Regions from separate parts of the Zea mays genome. Here region 2 is linked to region 1. A link is a contact called in public Hi-C data. All regions are on one chromosome and are shown on one strand. Each heading gives the region's core, a stretch centred on a gene start, on an enhancer-like site or on the middle of the called end of the contact. The rest is flanking DNA. Distances are from core to core; before and after follow the strand shown. Region 1 holds the start of LOC732735 (Cyclin-D2-1). Region 2 holds the start of LOC100191149.

Region 1 (2,700 bases), core at 6-2,505:
TATTTCAAAACTGCATTTCCAAACAGGCCTAAGGCTGTTTGTTTCAGCATCAGCTACGATTGCTGTATGTAGAGCTGCTAGCTGAAGCCACATCGGCTGTAAGGAGAAGCGAGGCAGCTAAAAGCCTAAAACTGCCAAAAGCTGGGCAATATTTTCACCAGAGATATAATGGCAAGTGCTGGCAGCGAATCAAATAGTGGCTAAGACCTTAGATTGCCAGTTTTGACACTCAAGTTTTGGCCATCAATCAACTGGGCCTCCAATCAAAGCTTTGGATACCAGCCAATTCATGTGGAGTGTGAGGCCATTCATAGTGGGAGTTTCATGAGATGACACAATATTTATGATTGGAGAGATATAGAGAGTTTTATGAAAGGAGGGAGATAGTTTCATTCAGATAAAACTTAGGATACACAATAAAAGTTGATGATGTGTCATTTTAAAAACCGTGCAATAAAACTCCACTCGGAATGACCTGAGGCCAAATTATCTAGTTACAATTGAACGCTTGGGTGGAACCGGAACCATTCAATTTCCGAGTTCGCTGTCCAATTCAAAAGATTTAATTGCGTCTCGATAAATCAACAATCAAATGAACTAGTCCGTATAATTTTCTCAACATGTTTTGTTTTCTACTAGTACTAGACTTCCCTTCAATGCCAACGCGCCCTGCATCGAATTTACTAGCCTACAATGACGCAGTTTTGAATGATGATACAGTGACAACGGGAAAAAAAAACTTGCCCCCGCGACACACCTCACGCAAAACACGATCCAGTGTCGTGCGCGCAAAGGATCCGCGCTCCAAAAACTCTCCTAGGAAAATGCCAAAAACAAAACAAAACAAAGCCCCAAGGAGTCGCAGGCATGTTTTACAGAAAACCCCTCGTCTCTATCCAAAACCCGCTCCACCACCACCATCACTATTCACTAGGCACAGCGCCCGGCCGCCCTACATAAACCCTGCTCTCCTCCACTCCACTAGTCTCTCTCCTACTGTTTACACACTGCAGTGGCCTTGCCGGCGTCTTCCTCCCCCTCCTCTCTCTCGCTCCTCTGTCCTCTCCACTTGATAAAGAACACAATTAGGAAAAAATAGGCAAAAAAACATGTACCTTTTTTCTATCTATATTATCTGAATAAATCAAGAAGAGGAAGAGGGGAGAGGGAGCAGGGAGGGGGAGGAGTAGCAAATCCAGACTCCATAGAATCAGCTCGCAAGAAGGGGAAAGGGAGGAGGAGCTTCGCTGGTGAATTGATTGCTCGCTGCTCCAGTCTCGCATTCGTGCCGTTTTCGGCAAGTAGGTGGCGTGGCAAGCATGGTGCCTGGCTATGACTGCGCCGCCTCCGTGCTGCTGTGCGCGGAGGACAACGCTGCTGTTCTCGGCCTGGACGACGAGTCCTCTTGGGCGGCCGCAGCTACGCCGCCACGCGACACCGTCGTCGCCGCCGCCGCCGCCGGGGTTGCCGTCGACGGGTTCTTGACGGAGTTCCCCTTGCTCTCGGATGACTGCGTTGCGGCGCTCGTGGAGAAGGAGGTGGAGCACATGCCCGCGGAGGGGTACCTCCAGAAGCTGCAGCGACGGCATGGGGACCTGGATTTGGCCGCCGTCAGGAAGGATGCCGTCGACTGGATTTGGAAGGTGAGTTCACTTAATCGATGGATCCTTTGCTTGCTATGCTAGTGAGATGCGGAGATGTGGCTCGCTGGATTTGCGTAAAGGTCTATCTTTTATAGAGCTCATCGTGGTTCTTCACTTGATTTATGCTCATCGGTACCTTCTTCCAACATAAATCGGCCTCAAAGCTCACTGAATCCACATCTTTTTTTGCTGGATAGGTCATTGAACATTACAGTTTCGCACCGTTGACTGCAGTTCTGTCTGTGAACTACCTCGATAGATTCCTCTCCACCTATGACTTTCCTGTAAGTCTTGCAATTTTAGTGTCGCTGGAAACAGCCCTACTCAAATAACTTAGTGCTGATGGGAGGAAGATCCATATCATGGCAGGAAGGCAGAGCTTGGATGACTCAGCTCTTAGCAGTGGCATGCTTGTCTTTGGCTTCGAAAATAGAAGAGACTTTTGTGCCACTCCCTTTGGATTTGCAGGTGAGCCAGTGCGATGGATCCCATCACTTGCTTGCACATACATTGTGCTGTTCTGATTCTCTTTTCCAGCAAAGTAATTTTCGACTTTGTGTGGCAGGTAGCCGAGGCAAAGTTTGTTTTTGAGGGAAGGACCATTAAAAGGATGGAGCTTCTGGTGCTACGCACCTTAAAGTGGAGGATGCATGCTGTTACTGCTTGTTCATTTGTTGAATACTTTCTTCATAAATTGAGTGACCATGGTGCACCCTCCTTGCTTGCGCGCTCTCGCTCTTCCGACCTTGTCTTGAGCACTGCTAAAGGTACAATTTAGGACTTAGTCCAGTATGATTCCTGACCTTATTGATCGGCATAGAAAAATTCTCAATTTGGCAGCAATCAATTTCTAAAGCGTGACAATTGGGTCTGCAGGTGCTGAATTCGTGGTATTCAGACCCTCAGAGATTGCTGCCAGTGTTGCTCTTGCGGCGATCGGGGAATGCAGCAGTTCTGTAATTGAGAGAGCTGCTACTAGCTGCAACTATTTGGACAAGGTAATAATTTCAGAGCTCGATGTTCCTACTAAACCATATGACACTTACCATTGGATGGT
Region 2 (2,700 bases), core at 146-2,645, 700 kb before region 1:
GCCATGATCTAATAACATTGCATTTGGTCACTGTCATCTTTCTGCACATAAGTACTAGCTTTTTTTTTGTCTTGAGCATATTTTTTACACTGATGCCATGCGATGTTTTTTCATTGGCTAGTAAACAAGGTAAAGCATATGAAGCTATCTCACTTCATCACCCTTTTCTATCATTCCATGTCATCAGAGCCCATGCTAACCATAGGGAGCATCAACCCTGTCATGTGGTCCGATGACTGGACCGCAGTGACAGAAGACGGCAGCTTGTCAGCACAGTTTGAGCACACGATACTTATTACCGAAGATGGCCCTGAAATACTGACACAGTGTTAATGGAAGGCCAAATAACAAAGAACAATCGTTAGTCAGCTGGCAAGATCCTGCATTTCTTTTTGGGGACTAATTGGTCCAACCTAAACTCTGATGCAAAATGGCAAACTCACATTGTAATCTCGGTTCATCGGTACAACGATATATGTATAGAAATTGTACTATTTTCGAAGTTATATTTGAGAGTGTGTTTTGTTGGTGCTCGGGTGAGATGTCATCGGTCTGCCGACGCCGAGTGGTTGCAAGTAGGTCTGACAGTTTTGATTTGAGTCGGTTGGTCGCCGGGGTTGCCGAAAGGCATATCTCGCCTCATTTGTTGGGCCAAGCACAGGACCTTTGCTTGGCATACACTTTTCCGCGAGTGATTGATCAGGTCAATCACTCAAAATGACCGAGATCGGGCAGGATGTGCTACAATTAGGTGGTAATAGGACACGATCCAAATATTTATTCACAATAAGTTAGTGTTCTTAATTAATTTTAGTTTAAAAATAATAGAAATAGAGCCAGATCAAATAAGTTAGGACTATTAATTAATTTTAGTTTAAAAATGATTAGGAATAGAGTTTAATCCTAATCTGATTCGATTTTTAAATTTTATAAAATTTAAAGCTCATTGCCACCACTAGCTACACTCCTAGTATTAAAGGTTCTCAGATTCTGTTTACCTTCTGAGGCAAGTTAACCAAAACTTCCAACGTTAAACAAGTCACCAGTTTGTAATACAGAATACAGGCTCTCACTACTTAATTGATCATGTGTACTAATAACGGTTGCTAATGATTGCACTCAAGTACTTAGCCCTCATACAGTGAAAACAAATTCCCTTCGCTGCATTTCCTTCCTCCTGTCACTCTCTGATTCGACCACCGTCCTGTACGCCACACAGTATGACGGATTAGCCCTCCATACTGGCCTGTTTGGTTCACAGGCAGCGAACCAAACAGCTAATCTGACAAGTGGGCCACAATGATTGTATCAACATAGCCTCCCAACGCAACAAAGGGATTTGCTTCGTCCGACGTCCACTACCTTTACCGCCGCGGCGCCGCCCCAGAATTTCCCCCTTCTTCGTTCGCGGAAACGAGAGCGCCCGAAGGAATAGCGAGGTCGGAGGCGCCGTTCGATTCCAGAAGTTTCCATCGCCGCGCCGTGACGATCTTGTGTAGCCTGCGCATTGGTCTGCTCGTCGGACGTCGGCGTCGGTCGAGTCCTGGGGTGCGCGGTCGTGCGAGATCGAGGCGGGGAGCTCGCGAATCGGAGGCCGCGGGGCGCAATGCCGCGTCGGTAGGGATGGCGGAGGCGGCGCCATGGCGAGGGGCGTAGCGCGGGCGGTGTCTTTCGGGCGCCGTGCCACAACGGGGTGGTGCTCCTACCGGCGCGTCACCGTGGCCGTCTGCATCGGCAACCTTGTCGCCGTGCTGCTCGTGCTCCGCTCCCTCACCGCCCCCGCTTCCTTCGCACCCACCGCTCCCAACCGTGAGTGGAATCCCTCGCCATGTTTACGCCTTCGGTTTACTTCCTTTGATCTGACTAGGTTTGTTTCAGGCGGGGAAGTGGTGCAGTACACGGAGGAGCAGATTAGGTGGGTGGAGGAGTCGATCCGGATTCGCCGCGAGGCTGAGCCCGTCGAGCTCGTTCTGGCGGTACTTTCAATAGACAACTCTTTTACTTATTTATTTGGTGTTTATTTTGATAGATTAGTTCCTAGTACTTACGATCTAGTCCACGGAAATTCTGAACGCAAAGGTAAAGAAGCTGCGGAAGAAACTCGCCCAGGAGGTGAAGCGGCGGGAGGAGCTGTCGCTGGTGCTGAAGCAGAAGGTTTATTATGATATTGCGCGGGGGCTGCACGAGTTGGGGGATAACAGCAGCCTCGCGCAGCAAAGAGGTATTCTGTGTAGGCTGCTGTTTTTTTTTTTTGGTGCAATGAGATTGCGCCTTTTTTTTACAACCTGTGCATAACTTGGCCCTGTATATTTATCATATCTCATTGTTCGTTGCGCACTTGGCATGCATTTGTGTGGTCTATTTTGACGCATCCACTGGAGACCTGAAGAGATGTTTTTAATTTCTTAGTGCTTATCAGTTCGAGCGCACTTATGACCCATGCTAAATGCTCTTGCCTGAGTGGTTCTTTGAGCATAATTAAATTACGAATTAAGCAAAAAAACATGAGATAGGAAGCCCAATGAGCTAATGGTCTTAGTCGTTTGGCACAAGCGTTCCTTCAGTCTCTGTTTAGTTCGTTTCCACTATGTTCTCTATCACTTTCAAAATTTATTCTAAAGTGATCCATCGGGCTCTGTGTTATGCATGCTTCGTTCTTGCTTTTGCAGCATGCAAGATCTAGATTGATTTATTACTAAA

Evidence for each region. A called contact is a pair of places that touch in the nucleus more often than the background predicts.
Region 2: a Hi-C map of endosperm shows a contact between it and region 1, with 3 times the contacts expected there. The contact joins the promoter of LOC100191149 here to the promoter of LOC732735 in region 1. A contact is called at or near these places in 2 of 25 Hi-C or Micro-C datasets (ear and endosperm).

The regions. Positions count from the first base shown.
Region 1 is chr5:217,351,140-217,353,839 of Zm-B73-REFERENCE-NAM-5.0, reverse strand. It overlaps LOC732735 (Cyclin-D2-1), which reads left to right and starts at 1,255. Exons shown (of 6, transcript NM_001112364.2): 1 at 1,255-1,643; 2 at 1,841-1,927; 3 at 2,013-2,111; 4 at 2,209-2,410; 5 at 2,520-2,641. The coding sequence starts at 1,320.
Region 2 is chr5:218,053,214-218,055,913 of Zm-B73-REFERENCE-NAM-5.0, reverse strand. It overlaps LOC100191149, which reads left to right and starts at 1,395. Exons shown (of 7, transcript NM_001136585.1): 1 at 1,395-1,809; 2 at 1,879-1,976; 3 at 2,080-2,221. The coding sequence starts at 1,641. It overlaps LOC100216916 (methionine aminopeptidase), which reads left to right. Exons shown (of 10, transcript NM_001143302.1): 10 at 122-527. The coding sequence ends at 333.